Regions from separate parts of the Callithrix jacchus genome. Here region 1 is linked to region 2. The links are chromatin contacts, called in public Hi-C maps. All regions are on one chromosome and are shown on one strand. The core of a region is the stretch at or near the end of the contact, and the rest is flanking DNA. Distances in the headings are between cores, read along the strand shown.

Region 1 (7,110 bases), core at 1,690-4,189, 240 kb before region 2:
TACATTGTCTCAAAGGGCAAGGTCTAGGTAGTTCCTGTGTGAGCAGCCACAGCTCCACAACACTCTGGATCTCTGTTTTTTTCCACTTTTACCAGTTTGCCATGCCACAGATTTCACTGTTGTTGTAAGGGTGCTGCCCACCTGTCCTGGGTCTCTTTTTTCCGTTTGAAGAAATGTCCCAGAAAAACATGGATTGTAGAAAACACCTCCAGGTGGCCACTTAACACCCACTTATCTTAATGGTATTGTGAAGAGAGGACTCGGTCGCTTCTGAAATAACCATCCACATTGTGAGTTTACGCGAGAAAAGGAGTTTCTGAGTCCATTTTACAGATGAGAAAAGTAAGGTGAAAAACTAGCTAGATGGTTAGTTTTCTGTATTCGCTCCCCGCTTTTGAGTTCAGAGAAAATAGAGATAAAATGAATGATCAGTGGAGCCCCAAAAAGGGGAGAAGAAAAGGTTATAAAAGGGGCTCTTGGCAGCCTTTGGAGAGAGGCTTTTCACTTGAGAATGTTGGGGAAGCGAGGGCAGTTCTGTCAGGAGTGTCTGTCTCATGTGTGTTTGTGTTTGTTGTTTTTTTGACGCACCAGTTGGTGGAGCTGCCCCCTTATCCCCAGCTGGCTGTCTCCTTGAGTCATCACTGGAAGAAGAGCTGAGATCCCGTGTCCCTTGGGACAGGATGGTTTATGCTCTTTAGTCTTACTGGTGCCCACACCACATTCTTGGGTGTATCTGAGGCCCAGCGTGGGTTGCAGTTGTCCAGACTTACAGGAACCGGTTTGATTTCCCAGGGCTGTTGACTTTTTCTTGTACTTGTATCTTTGCCCCTGACTTTGAGGCCTAGGGGACCATGGAGCACTGGGGAAGTCATTTGCTCTGAGTCCTTACCAGGGGCTGGGCCGTCCATTAAACAAAGGCTGTCCAGATGTGTTAATGAGGCGTTGTGAGTAATGCGAACATTATACATAATGACTTACATAATCATAGGACAGATGCGGGTGTTAGCGAAAGAGGAACCCTACTGCTAGAAGTTGTTGAGAGCTATTCTTGAGAGCTGGTGCTGCCTAAAAGGTCTCAATTGGATTTTAAGTTCTAATTTTGTAAGTCTGTCAAGCTCCATCACCCATGAAGAGGAAGGCCAGTGAACACTGAAGTATTATCAACAGCAATGTTTATGTACTGGGGTCCTAGAAGGTTAACAAAATACATAGCCACAGGGCTGGGTGCCGTGGCTCACGCCTGTAATCCCAGCACTTTGGGAGGCAGAGGCTGGCGGATAACTTGATGTCTGGAGACCAGCGTGGCCAATGTGGTGAAACTCCTCTCTACTAAAAATACAAAAAGTCCAGGCATGTGATCCACCCGCCTTGGCCTCCCAAAGTGCTGGGATTACAGGTGTGAGCCACTGCGGCTGGCAGGAATTCTTAATAGTAACTTTTTTTTGAGCGGGGAGTAAGGAAGGAGTGAAAAGAATGCATTGTGTGACTCTTATCTACCTGGAGACCGGTGTACCTGGACAGCAGCCCAGGTATCTTTTTTTATTTTTTACTTTTTTACACAGAGTCTCGCTCTGTCTCCCAGGTTGGAGTTCAGTGGCGCGATCTCAGCTCAATGCAACCTCTGCCTCCTGGGTTCAAGCGATTCTCCTGCCTCAGTCTCCTGAGTAGCTGGGATTACAGGTGCGTGCCACCACGCCCAGCTAATTTTTGTATTTTTATTAGAGATGGGGTTTTACCATGTTGGTCAGGCTGCTCACAGCTCCTAACCTCGTGAACCGCCCGCGTCAGCCTCTTAAAGTGCTGGGATTACAGGCCTGAGCCACTGTGCCCAGCACAGCCCAGGTATCTTAAGTGACTGAATCTGTCATGAGAATGTGGGAGATCTTTTGGTGTCCATTTTATTGATCTCTTAAAATCTGGGTGTTTCTGTTTCCATTATTTCCTAACCACCATTTTGGTGACAGCTTGGTCTGCAGTGGTAGTGTATTATCTCTTGGTTCTCATTTCGGCCAGCTGTTAGAGTGTTTGGTGCCTGTGGGGGCAGAAACAGGTGCCAGGAGGAAATGAGAAGGGATTAGGAGTGAGCATGTGTTTCTTGCATTTAGTCTTTCTATAGGTTTGCAGAAGGGGGCTGAATGAATGCTTATTCTGTTAAGCAGCAGACTTGTGTGCTTTGTGTACGTGCCTTATTACTTCTACTAAATGGACCTCAGTAATGAAAGCCTCAGATTTGGACAGGATTGTGACTATATGGGGTACCTCTGTGGTAATGAACAGGGTTGGGCATGTGAGTCTAGTTCAAGTTTGGCCCTGTTTTAAACTGGCTGTGTGACATCAGGCAAGCTATACAACCTCGCTGAGCTATTTCCTCATCTGGACAACTCGTTTCATGCACTTCACAGGCTTGTTGCTGGGAGAAACAGGGGAATTTTTGATGTGAAAGCACTTTGTAAACTGCATACTGCTGCACAAATGCTCAAGGTATTATTACACAGTTGGAAATCACCAACCTGGAGACATCAGGCCTGCCGGCGGCCTTCCTGCCTGACTCAGATATAAATGAATCAAATAAATTCTGCACTTTGATTCTTAATAAAGCAAGTGGATAGCAAGTAACAGATGCACTTTGGGATACTGAACAAGGCTTTATGGATTAGAAGGTGATGTAATCACCTTCCACCCCGTCCTATATCAGCCAACACTTGACTCCCAAATACACCTGGATGGTGAAATGGAAAGAGGGATAGATTGAGAATTAAGATTGGAGTGCGCTGAATCTGTGCACAAAGACGTTTAACTAAAGAAGACATAGTCCTTGAATTTACAAATCTGATCATGATCTGATCGTGATCCTTCAGTGGCTCTCTCAGGATCGAGTCTAAATTAAGTTTGTCCTCAGCATGGCATAAAAAGCCCTTGCTCTGCTCTGTGCTTATCCTGCCACTGATCCACTTCACACATCCTGGGCTTCAGCTGAGCCCCGTGTCTTACTCTTCTACTTGCTGGGTGAATGGATTACCTGAGGAGCTCATGGTGTCTGTCTGAAGCCTGCCACCCTGTTGACTCAGTCTGGCAGAGCTATTTCTCCCTGTTGACTGGTCTCACACTTGATGTTTAGGTGCTGGAGTTATTTGCTTACATGTCTCTCACCCTATTAACCCTACAAGAGTAGGGGCTGAATTTATGTCTGTGTAGGTCAACGTTAATGTCTATTGCATAGTATACATTTGAGGAATATTTGAGTTCAAACTTGTGTTGGAGTATTTCAAGTGTTACTTAGTAGTAGGAGGGAATTGGTATGGATCCAGTGGAAAAGATAGACTTAACTGATCACAGTGTTGGATACTATAATTTTATAGTTGAGAATTTCTCAGGTTTCTAGTACTGTTGTTAAGTGACCTGCGTGTGGTTGCACATTTTATCAGAGACAGCTGGGGCATGAAATCCAGGCCCAATACAGTAGAAGGCCCTCTCTGTTACTGCCTTTGGAAATACTTCTTCCTTTCAGGGGGATTCTTAGTTATCCATGGTAACTACAGTAATTGATTCATTTTCATGGAAAAATAAAATCCATGTGTAATCCCCATACCTAATTAAGCCAATAGCATTTTACTTTTGTGCAGATGGCCTTTTTTGGTTAAGAAGTGATTCAAATCAGACAAGTACTCAAAAGGTAGAAATCATTGAAATCTTATACCGGGCATTCCTCCACTTGTAGATGCAGTTTTACAAATGTGGGCTCATACTCTTTAAGTGCTGTGTTTTTTTTTTTTTTTTGAGACAGAGTTTCGCTGTTGTTACCCAGACTGGAGTGCAATGGCGTGATCTCGGCTCACCGCAACCTCCGCCTCCTGGGTTCAAGCAATTCTCCTGCCGCAGCCTCCCGAGTAGCTGGGATTACAGGCACGCACCACCATGCCCAGCTAATTTTTGTATTTTTAGTAGAGACGGGGTTTCATCTTGTTGAACAGGATGGTCTTGATCTCTTGACCTCATGATCCACCCGCCTTGGCCTCGCAAAGTGCTGGGATTATAGGTGTGAGCCACCGCGCCCGGCCAAATGCTGTATTTTTAATAACTGCGGTTTGCATTGATAACTTTGATGGTAATCAAAGACAATGATTTTTAATGGCCTCAAGGCAGTTGGTTGATGGATACCACCATTTTCTTGACTCATCTCTTTGGGATGGTTTTTTACAGGTTTTGGGCCATTGTACAAAATGATGCCTGCAGCTCGCTTTGCATGCATCTGTTTGCACTCAACTCTAAATTCTTCACTGTGAAATGACTGACTCAGAAGTGCCCGTGCTTCCGTTATGATCGTTGCTAGCTCCTTGCTTTCTTGGAGAGAGACCATACTAATTTACGGTCCCACAGGTCGTACGCGTTAGGCCAGTGGGTTTGTTTGTTTGTTTCTTGGCTTTTAAAAACCAGTACAGGCATTTGTAATGAGTAGTAAAGATGTCAGTGGAGTTTTATTTAAGTTTCTATTTTCTTTGTGTCCTCTTTCAGGGCATTTTGAACTAAATGAGATAAGATATGTGAAAGCACTTTGTAAAACAAAATTGCTCCAGGAACACAACGTATTATTAGCCAGAACAGCTCCGGTAGGGAAGGGAAAGGAGAGGGAGAGCCTTGGGTAATTATACAGTGATATTCTTTATATGTATGAAATGCTTTTTTTTGTGAGGACATAGAGATACTTAAGTAATAAAGATGACCCATAATCACATTGTTCCCATACGTGATCTTAGCGTTGTTTGTGAGAAGTGGGCTTTCTATGTTTGCAAAGATCCCTTTGGGCTGTGGCTTGGAAGACTGTTCAGTTTAATACAGCATATTTCGGTTGCTTACCATGTTCTGGCCCTGTGTTGGGAGTTTGAAAATACGACATTGCCCTTGTCTGACGCGCATTTACAAGTTAATTGGCAGCAGGGGTGCAGAAAGCTGGGAGGAGAGCGGTGACTTTGAAGTCAGACTTAAGTTGAGAATCTCTGCTCTGTCATCTTGGGTAAATCACCTCTCCAGGTCTCAGTTTTACCTTTGAAATGGGAATAATTGTGCCTTCATTATTGGCCTCTCAAGGTCATTTTGTGGGAGGCTGAATCAAATGTTAAGTGTGAAGTGCTTTATAAACTGTGACTGTTTAGACCGTGTTATTTTAAGTTCTGCAGGTCATTGTGGCTATAATTCTCCAAGTGCAAGATTGAAGAGGAAACTGTGTTTCTGGGTCATCTATGCTGTTTATAGTATATCCCAGTTTGAGGAAGAGGATGGAAATAATAAGGGTGCTTAGCACTTTTCCTTCTCCCCAAGGTTTGGTTTTCTTCCTAACTTATGGAAAAATACAGTGCGAGTCTCTTTACACCCAGACAAACTTTAGGATTGATGGGATTTTTTTTTTTGAGACGGAGTTTCGCTCTTGTTACCCAGGCTGGAGTGCAATGGCACGATCTCAGCTCACCGCAACCTCCGCCTTGTGGGTTCAAGCAATTCTCCTGCCTCAGCCTCCCGAGTAGCTGGGACTACAGGTGCGCACCACCATGCCCAGCTAATTTTTGTATTTTTAGTAGAGACGGGGTTTCACCTCGTTGACCAGGATGGTCTCGATCTCTTGACCTCGTGATCCACCTGCCTCGGCCTCCCAAAGTGCTGGGACTATAGGTGTGAGCCACCGCACTCGGCCTGATTGATGGGATTTTTATCTTCCTTCTGCCCTCCCTGGTTTGTGAGGATGAGGGTAGTATTCACAGGGTGTCTAAGAAGAAGCATTACTTTTTTGCATACTTTTGAATGAACTACTTTGCCTGCCTTTTATTTTCCAGGCTAGATGTACCCCTAGAGACGAGGTGGAACCTAACACTTGGTTTTACCTAAATTGCCTCCTTTTCCATTCTTATGCTGCCCAGAGCCCTAAAGCTCTGTTTGTTCTATTTTCAGCTTGTAATACTGTCTTGATGGTGGAGGATGAAAGGGCTGATGTGAATGGAAGGCATTTAATAAGGAGTCATGGTCTGGAGCCCCAGTCAAATTGGTAGCACATGGTTTTCAGCTGCCTTGAAAGGCTTGCTTGCGTGGTCTTGCCTTGCCAGCGCTGTGACACCACCAGGCTGGGCCTATACACAATGCCACGTCTCCTTCTCAAACTGATGATTTGGAGTGGCAAATCCTCTGGCTTTGAGAGATGCCAAAGGAATGGTAGACTTGGCTCCTTAATCTTTTGAAGATCATAAACTGTTTGCTTGGGCTTGTTCGTCTGCACTTAGGACAGTTTAGATGGGTGTGTTGTGGGGATGAGGTTATATTAGTGGGATTTTGTTTAACATTCGGTTTTAATCACTGTTCAGCCTCCTCACTAGGCCTCCTAGCTGGTTACATTTTTTTGAGGGGGGTTAATTTTATATATTTATTTATGTATGTTGTCCTTCATTCTCTCTCTTTTTTTTACAATATTGCTAAAGAAGCCCCTCATTCTCAAAAAGGAGTTAAAGCCACAACGAGCTGTCATTTCAGGAGCAAATAATTTTTACTTGGATCTAACTCAAGTTTGCTTTCCAAATAACAAAAAAGGGACAGTCAGATTAAAATATGGACAGCAGAGAGTTGTTCATTCATCTCAGTGCAACAGTATTTTTTTGCTTTTGGTTTGAAGTGTTGACCTAAAACTGTAACTGAGTTAGAGGCAAGTTTTGCTAAATAGTATTGGTATTGACACTCTGACAGAACTTTTAATCTGAAAGAATTTTAAAGATGCATGAAAGTAATCCCCAGTGATGATTACATCTTCTAGTGTCAGAGATCAGATTTCTATTTAAATACCAATGCAGTTTATCACTTTTTTCCACAGTGCAGGGGGCCAGGGAGGGTCTGGATTTAATAGTGAACTTGTGAACTTGAGTTACTTAGGTGGGGGCCATTGGAGGGTGTTACTGCATGATTCAGTGTTCTGTGTCTTTAAAAGTGTTTTCAAATATTCATTCGATACCGTAATCCTCAAAACTACTGTTAGAATTCCAAACCATTGTGGTTTATTTATTTATTTATTTATTTTAATTGAGACGGAGTTTCGCTCTTGTTACCCAGGCTGGAGTGCAATGGTGTGATCTCGGC
Region 2 (6,615 bases), core at 1,303-3,802:
AGGCAGGTTCCTGCAGGCACACAGCTGAGCGTCTGTCCCCGTACAGGTGGCATTTCACTGATTCCTCATCCTCTGTCCCCACTCCATTTTAACATCCTCTGAGTGATGGGATCATTGATGCGCTTTCCTTACCAAGTTGAACAGAGAATGTTAAAATCTTCCCCAGAAGAGACCAGAGGCTATGATTTTCAAAGGTAGATTCAGAGGAAGTTGTGGAGGGGACAGAAGAGATGTCCTGGCTGGCAGTGTTGCAGAATGACTGACACATGGTCCTTGTGCTGTGAACATACTCAACTTCATCTCGTGCTGGAGGTTGTCTTTCTCATTCTTGATGATGTTGGAGATTATTTCTCTCTGAACGTGAACACGTGACTCTTCACACGCAGGCACACAGGTATTTGTGCATGCACACATGAACCTTTACCTGTCAAACAGTATGCCGTTGGGGGGGGAAGGGATGGGGCAAGAATCACCGCTTTCATGTTTCCATAGTCCGCACATACCTAGCATGGATTAAATGCTGGCCACTGTTGCCAAAACACTTCCAGAGACTGTAGCCAGTGTGGAACTGGACCCACACCATGTGCTTAGCTGGCCTCTCTCAACCACTGAGCCCCCAGGTGTCAGCACAGGAGGCACAAAGCCCAGGGAGGCGCCAGGCTGTTGGCCCTGGGTCTCTGATTCTTCACTCCCTCCCTGTTTGCAATGCTGTCGGTCCCATGGAGACTTGTACAGACCTCTCCAACGTAAGGTTTTCATTCACGAAAGAGAAAAGAATTAGAAGTAACCCAGAGAGAAAGACAGCGATTACACCATGCGACTGCATCCTGTCTGTTTTCCCAGGATCCTAGAATAGGGTTATTTGTTTCGGTTTATCTTCTGCTCATCCCACTTTGCTTTTTTGAGGTTTTTCAGTTGTGGTAACGTTCTAATGGGCCATATCAGGACTGGCGGCCATATCCAGGTGAGCTTCCAAATCTTGCCTTTCTGCCCCAAGACCCCGTCCTCGGGATGGTGAGGCAGGAGTGCAGGGCGGAGGAGGACCTGAGTAATGCACACGTGACTGGATGTTCTCATGCACCGCAGACACGTGTGTGCACACCTTCTTGCACAGTCACGAATTGAGATGTGTGGGATACACCTGTCATCTCAGCTGGTCAGAGCATACTCTCAGCCCTTGCCCTTCATTCAGTTCAGGGTTTCCCTTTGTAAGGGGATGAGAGGGATTAGCACAGTTGGGCACAGCAAAGAACTGAGGAGGAGTAGAAAGTACCGCCCTAGCCTGGGATGGCCCTGCCTGGCCCTGTGCTCCATGGAGTGTTCATGTGACCTGTTCCCTGTGCAGGATCTGAGGTGCAGGAAAGAGGACCTCCCACATAGCAGGCCTCTGTTGTCTGAGTCAGTGCGGGAGCTCAGCTGCTTCCAGGGCTCAGGGTAGAGTCCTTGCAGGTAGCCCCATATGCTCATGGACGAAGATCCTCTCCTGTCACCTGCCCCTGCTTTCTCCCTCTTCCTTCTCCTCCTCCCTCCCTGCTCCAGTCTAACCAGCCCAGATGGAATGACCCGTGGGTAAGGATTCTAGTTCGGCTCTGACCCTTCTCTTCAGTGAGACTTGAGATGTGCTATTTAACCTTCCCGGGCCCTATTACTCCTTTCGAGCCAGCCTTGCCAAGTCCTCGCACAGGGTCATTGTGAGAAACAGAAGGAAAATTTTCCAACCCCCAGGTCCTGTTAGTTAAGTACTCTGAAAATAAGGTCAATAAAAACAAATCGTAGATTCCCTTGTGACTGCTTGATGCAAATGATTAGACTGTGACCTTTCATCTTTTCAGCTGCCGGAAGGATATGGGTCCAGAGGATCCTCTGATCTTTCATTTCAACTATGATATGTGGGTTGTTTTGTTTTGTTTTGTTTTTGTTTGCTTCAAAGCCTAAATGTAATTGTATGAAGTGTGGAGGGATATAACTTTTTGGGGTGCTGCTGAGAAGTGCCTTTTCCTTGCTTGCTCTGATGAACTATGTGGGGACATGTGCCTGTCTGCCAAGTGTGAAACCACTTCCCCTCCTGCGCACCGGGTAATGCCATGTGATAGTGCGTGTGATTTATGGAGTCCCTGGAGACTTAGAACATTCCACCGCACACTTCACCTATGCCCTGTTGTTGGTATGAGGATCTGGCCAGCCCTTTACTCTGGATAATACTAAATGAGCTGTCTCTGTCTGGAGTGCATAGCCTGTGTAACATTGCAATTGTCAGGGGGCTGGGATTGTGTCTGTGCAGTAATTTGGTTGTATGGTAAGGGTCTCACCAAGGAGCAAATGATGATTTTCTGTTGCTTTCCTGAAATAGTACTTCTCAGAAAGTAACGAATTTAGGATGGTCAAACAAACAAGCTTTATCCCTAGGAAGGGTTTTGAAGCGGTAGTTTTTCAAGAGAGTCAGAGCGGGTTTTTTACTTGTGTAGAAATTTGTGTGGTTTGTAAGCCAGGATATGGACGGTTAGGCTCTGCCAGATGTGGTCACGTGTGATTCTCATTTCTTGCGCTGAGGCTGAGTGCGAGAAGAGAACGCTCAGCTGCCTAATCCTGCTGGCTTTGCAGGGGCTTCCACTGAGCTAGGCTACTGTCACTGAAGAGGTTTTCATATGAAAATGTGTAAGGGTTGCAGAGAAGTCCTGCCTTTGTAAGATTCAGAGAGGGCCAAGAAATTGAGACTATTCATTTAAAGTTCTGGAAAATGAAGTAAGACCATCAAGAAGGAAATACAGAAAATCGTATCAGCCTTAAAAAAAAGTTTAAGGTTTTTTTCTGATGACATTGTCATCAGAATTGCACTTGCTGGTGGTGTGGTGTTTGTGACCCTGTAACTCTGCCTTCAGTGGGAGGAGAGGTTATGCATACATCCAGATTCTCCGGTAGGACCCAGTTATCTCTTCCAGAGCACATTCGCCTTGGCCTTGACCTTGGCTGGAAGGCTCCTGCCCATCTGCTGCTGCGGTCCGTGTTTGAGCAGGCTGCTCCTCCCCTTCCATAACTCACTGTCTGTCCAGTGCCTTTCGCTTCTGTTTAGGCTCTTTGTGTTTGATTCAAGTTTTAAAGTGCAAATGGACTACCCCCAGCCACCAACTGTTTCTCTCTCTGGGCTCTGGCTCTGTTTTGAAAGCCTGGCAGAGGCCTCGGCTCAATGGCTCCCTCTCGTGGGGAAGAAGAGCTCACCACTGAATCTGAGGTTGAACTGAGGACAGCATCATCATCTTGAGCGACTAAAACGCTTTTGCTTAGTTAACCAAAAACATCAGAGTCATTTCTTATCTTCTGCTCTGCCTTGGAAGTGCATTTCTCCTTGTCATCTGTCATTATAGTGAGTTGATTTAAATATTGTGTGTGACGGAAAGGAGGTGGGGAAAAACCCGTAAGGGTGGAGGGGGAGGGATTTTATATTAAAGTAAGCACACAGAGTGTGGACTGGGCACAGTTTTTATGGAATTTCTGTTATTAAGAACAAAGGTAGGAACGTTTGATGTCCTGGGCTTTCATATCTCTCATCTTATATCCCTTCTGCAAGAAGAATGAGGTATTGTTGCAACTATTCATCAAGCTGAATGTAACTGGAAAATGCTCTCAGCCTTGCCTGTTACATTGAACTCATTATGTTATGACTAGGAGGGGTTGCCCTAAAACCTCATGGCCATGCACCTGGAATCACCTGAGATACAGGTGACGGATGGCTATGAGCCAAGGAGCACATGCTGCAGATACCTCATTTTCTGCAGAAGTGGGTTGGCAGCTGGTGGGGGGAATGGGCTGAGACGCCAGAAATCCTCAACAGAGCTGAGAGAAGGAGCAACTTCAGCTCTGACGAAGCTTATTTACGTGTAAAGCTTCTCAGCTGAAACGTACTGTCATTCACTGGAGGGTCCTGCAGTAGTGCACCTAGACACTCATTCTTCAGCGAGCTTGGATGGCTTCTTGTATGTGCCTTTCTGTGGAATCCCTCAGGACGTGCAGCGGTCACCTTCCCTGTAGTGCGCTGGCAACATAACTGGGCTGTGTGGTTTTAATTGATACAGAGGTGGTTGGGGTAAGACAATGCCATCCTCCATTCTTTTGTTTTCTTTTGTACTGATGAAGCATTGGCTGCTTGCAGACACGTCCAGGCCAAGAACAGGGGTTTCTTTTTGTTGGACTGATCGGTCTTGGGTTTCCCCACTGTGGTGCTGCTGGCTGGGTGGTGTGTTCTGTTTTATTTCTCCCCTTTAGTGCACATGAAGCAGCTTAAGGGGCAGATTGCTTCCTGTGTTAGCTCATCAGCTCCCCTGTGGCCTTTCCTGCTGGGCATAGAACATGTGTCAGAGGCGAAGACGGCCAGTCCACTTGCCATTTTCAGTCTTTGTAATTTGTTCTGTGTTGTGCGTGAGGTCCATCTCGTCTTTGAGCTTGTTACACGGGCGTGCGTGGATGATACCTGAGTGGATACTGTTGAAGATAACTGTTACGTTCTCACAAAGCAAGTTTTCTGAATGTATACCTTGGCAATAATCCAGTATTTAGGTTGTCAGAAACATTTAAACAAGTTGTTCCTTTTGCCATTGAAGATCGTGATATATAAAATTCAGCTGTGTAGAAACTTTACCTCCCTGTAGCATTGCTAGCTATGAACTCAGGTGCCCCGAGAATCCAGAATGGATGGACCCAAAGGCTCTGCACTCTTACTTGAGATAGAATATGAGACACATAGCGCTGCACTCTGGCATGTGGACAGTGGTACTAGGAAAGGGCAGGGTCCACGGATTTGTGGGGACACTGAGCCATCCGGGGCTTTTAAACAGAGTCCCTTTCTTGATCCTCACCAATTAGTACAGAATCTAGAGGGAAGGGATGTACATTATTTTGAAGCTCCCCCAGGGGCTTTAGGGGTGCCAGGTTTGGAAAGCATGGAACTAAACCTCAGCAAGTGGTGGTGGCGGACGCCTGAGCCTCACAGGAGTGGCTTATGTCTGGCACCATCTGGAGTTTGCCATTTTGCCAGGTGCCTCCCCATCTGTAGGAATAGATGAAGCCATATTGTGTAGTCAGCCTCCTTAAGGAGACTCCTGCGCTGGGAGTAGGTTGAAAGAGACTGCACCCCTGCAGGTTAAAAGGAGATTCAGCCACCTGTAGGGGATGTTACCTCTTCCCCAAGGTCTTGGATACCTGAGGTCCATGGACCTCCCTGTCTTGGATGATGGAAATAAAGATCAGCCCCAGCTGGAGTTGATTGTTTGCTTTTGTTTTTCTAAATATTTTGTTTTTAGTGGAAGCATTTGAAAGAACAATTGAAACAAGAGATTTGCATTCCTCGCTATAGACCTCCTCTTACAGAGAGACAGTTTCACTCTTGTTGCCCTGCTGCAGTGCAATGGCGCGATCTCAGCTCACTTCAACCTCTGCCTCCCAGGTTCAAGCGATTCTCCTGCCTCAGCCTCCCGAGTAGCTGGGACTACAGGCACATACCACTATGCCTGGCTAATTTTGTATTTTTAATTGAGACGGGGATTCTCCATGTTTGTCAGGTTGGTCTCGATCTCCTGACCTCAGGTGATCTGCCCGCCTTGGCCTCCCAATGTGCTGGGATTAGAGGCGTGACCCATCGCGTCTGGCCTCAGTCCCACTTCTTTATAGGGTGACTCGTGGTTTAGGAGCCAGAGAGTGATTCCTGGGCCTTTCCTTCTGCCTCGTCGTGGGGCCTCCGATCCTGGCTCCAGGAGTGAGGCCTCCCGGGGTGGCTCCTAAGAGGAGATGTCCTACCGGAAATTTGTGGCTTTGGTTGGACTGCATTTAATTGGTGGCATATAGAGAAATACAGTGGCTTCTTTCCTTTTCAATTTTTATGAACTTCACTGAGGTTCCAAGTGCAGTTCCCAGGCCAGCCCACAGCATTGCCTGGGGCCTGGTCCAGAACACACATTCTCTGCGCCATCAGCGACCCTCTGAATTAGACACTTTGGGCGTAGGGCCCAGTGATGTGTTTACATTAGCCCTCTAGGGGATGCTGAGAGCCACTGGTTTGGGTGCTTTGGGGAAGTTTCATCCCATGCCCCACCCCACTTAAGGTAACTGCTTATTCTTGGGCCAGGCCTAGATTTAGTAGAAAGGTCACTAAGACTCATTACCCGCCATCTGGGGACCTTCATCCTCATGTGAGGACAGCCGCACAGCCTTGTGGCATCGGTGTTTCAGTGCCCTCTTGTCCACGACCGCATGTGGCCAGCTATCCTGACTCCCCTTCCTGGCACCTTCCTCTCAGGGGCTGTGGGAGAGAAAAGGGAGCTAGTTTTGTTTTTGAGACTGAGTCTTCCTGTGTTGCCTGGGCCGGAGTGCAGCAGCATGATCTTGTCTCTGTGCAACCTCCGCCTCCTGGATTCAAGCAGTTCCCTGACTCAGCCTCCCAAGTGGCTGGGATTGCAGATGTCTGCCACCATGCCCAGCTAATTTTTGTATTTTTAGTAGAGATGGGGTTTCACCATCTTAGACAGGCTGGTCTTGAACTCCTGACCCTCGTGATCCATCCACCTTGGCCTCCCAAAGTGCTGGGATTACAGGCGTGAGCCACTGCGCCTGGCCTGGGAGCTAGTG

The links. Hi-C and Micro-C count contacts between places; a contact is called where the count stands out from the background.
Region 1: a contact with region 2 is called in a Hi-C map of skeletal muscle, with 4 times the contacts expected there. The contact joins two enhancer-like sites. A contact is called at or near these places in 2 of 3 Hi-C or Micro-C datasets (both in skeletal muscle).

Annotation. Positions count from the first base shown.
Region 1 is chr4:15,473,975-15,481,084 of calJac240_pri, reverse strand. All of the region lies in intron 2 of JARID2 (jumonji and AT-rich interaction domain containing 2), which reads left to right. Among named protein-coding and RNA genes, the nearest start is that of JARID2, 12 kb to the left of the region's middle. Within about 2 kb of position 2,939, at least 4 of the 16 cell types and tissues checked have an H3K27ac peak or open chromatin away from gene starts, as enhancers often do. A contact at or near this core is called in skeletal muscle, where this site is marked.
Region 2 is chr4:15,234,823-15,241,437 of calJac240_pri, reverse strand. The region is part of intron 6 of JARID2 (jumonji and AT-rich interaction domain containing 2); the gene reads left to right. Among named protein-coding and RNA genes, the nearest start is that of DTNBP1, 190 kb to the right of the region's middle. Within about 2 kb of position 2,552, at least 3 of the 16 cell types and tissues checked have an H3K27ac peak or open chromatin away from gene starts, as enhancers often do. A contact at or near this core is called in skeletal muscle, where this site is marked.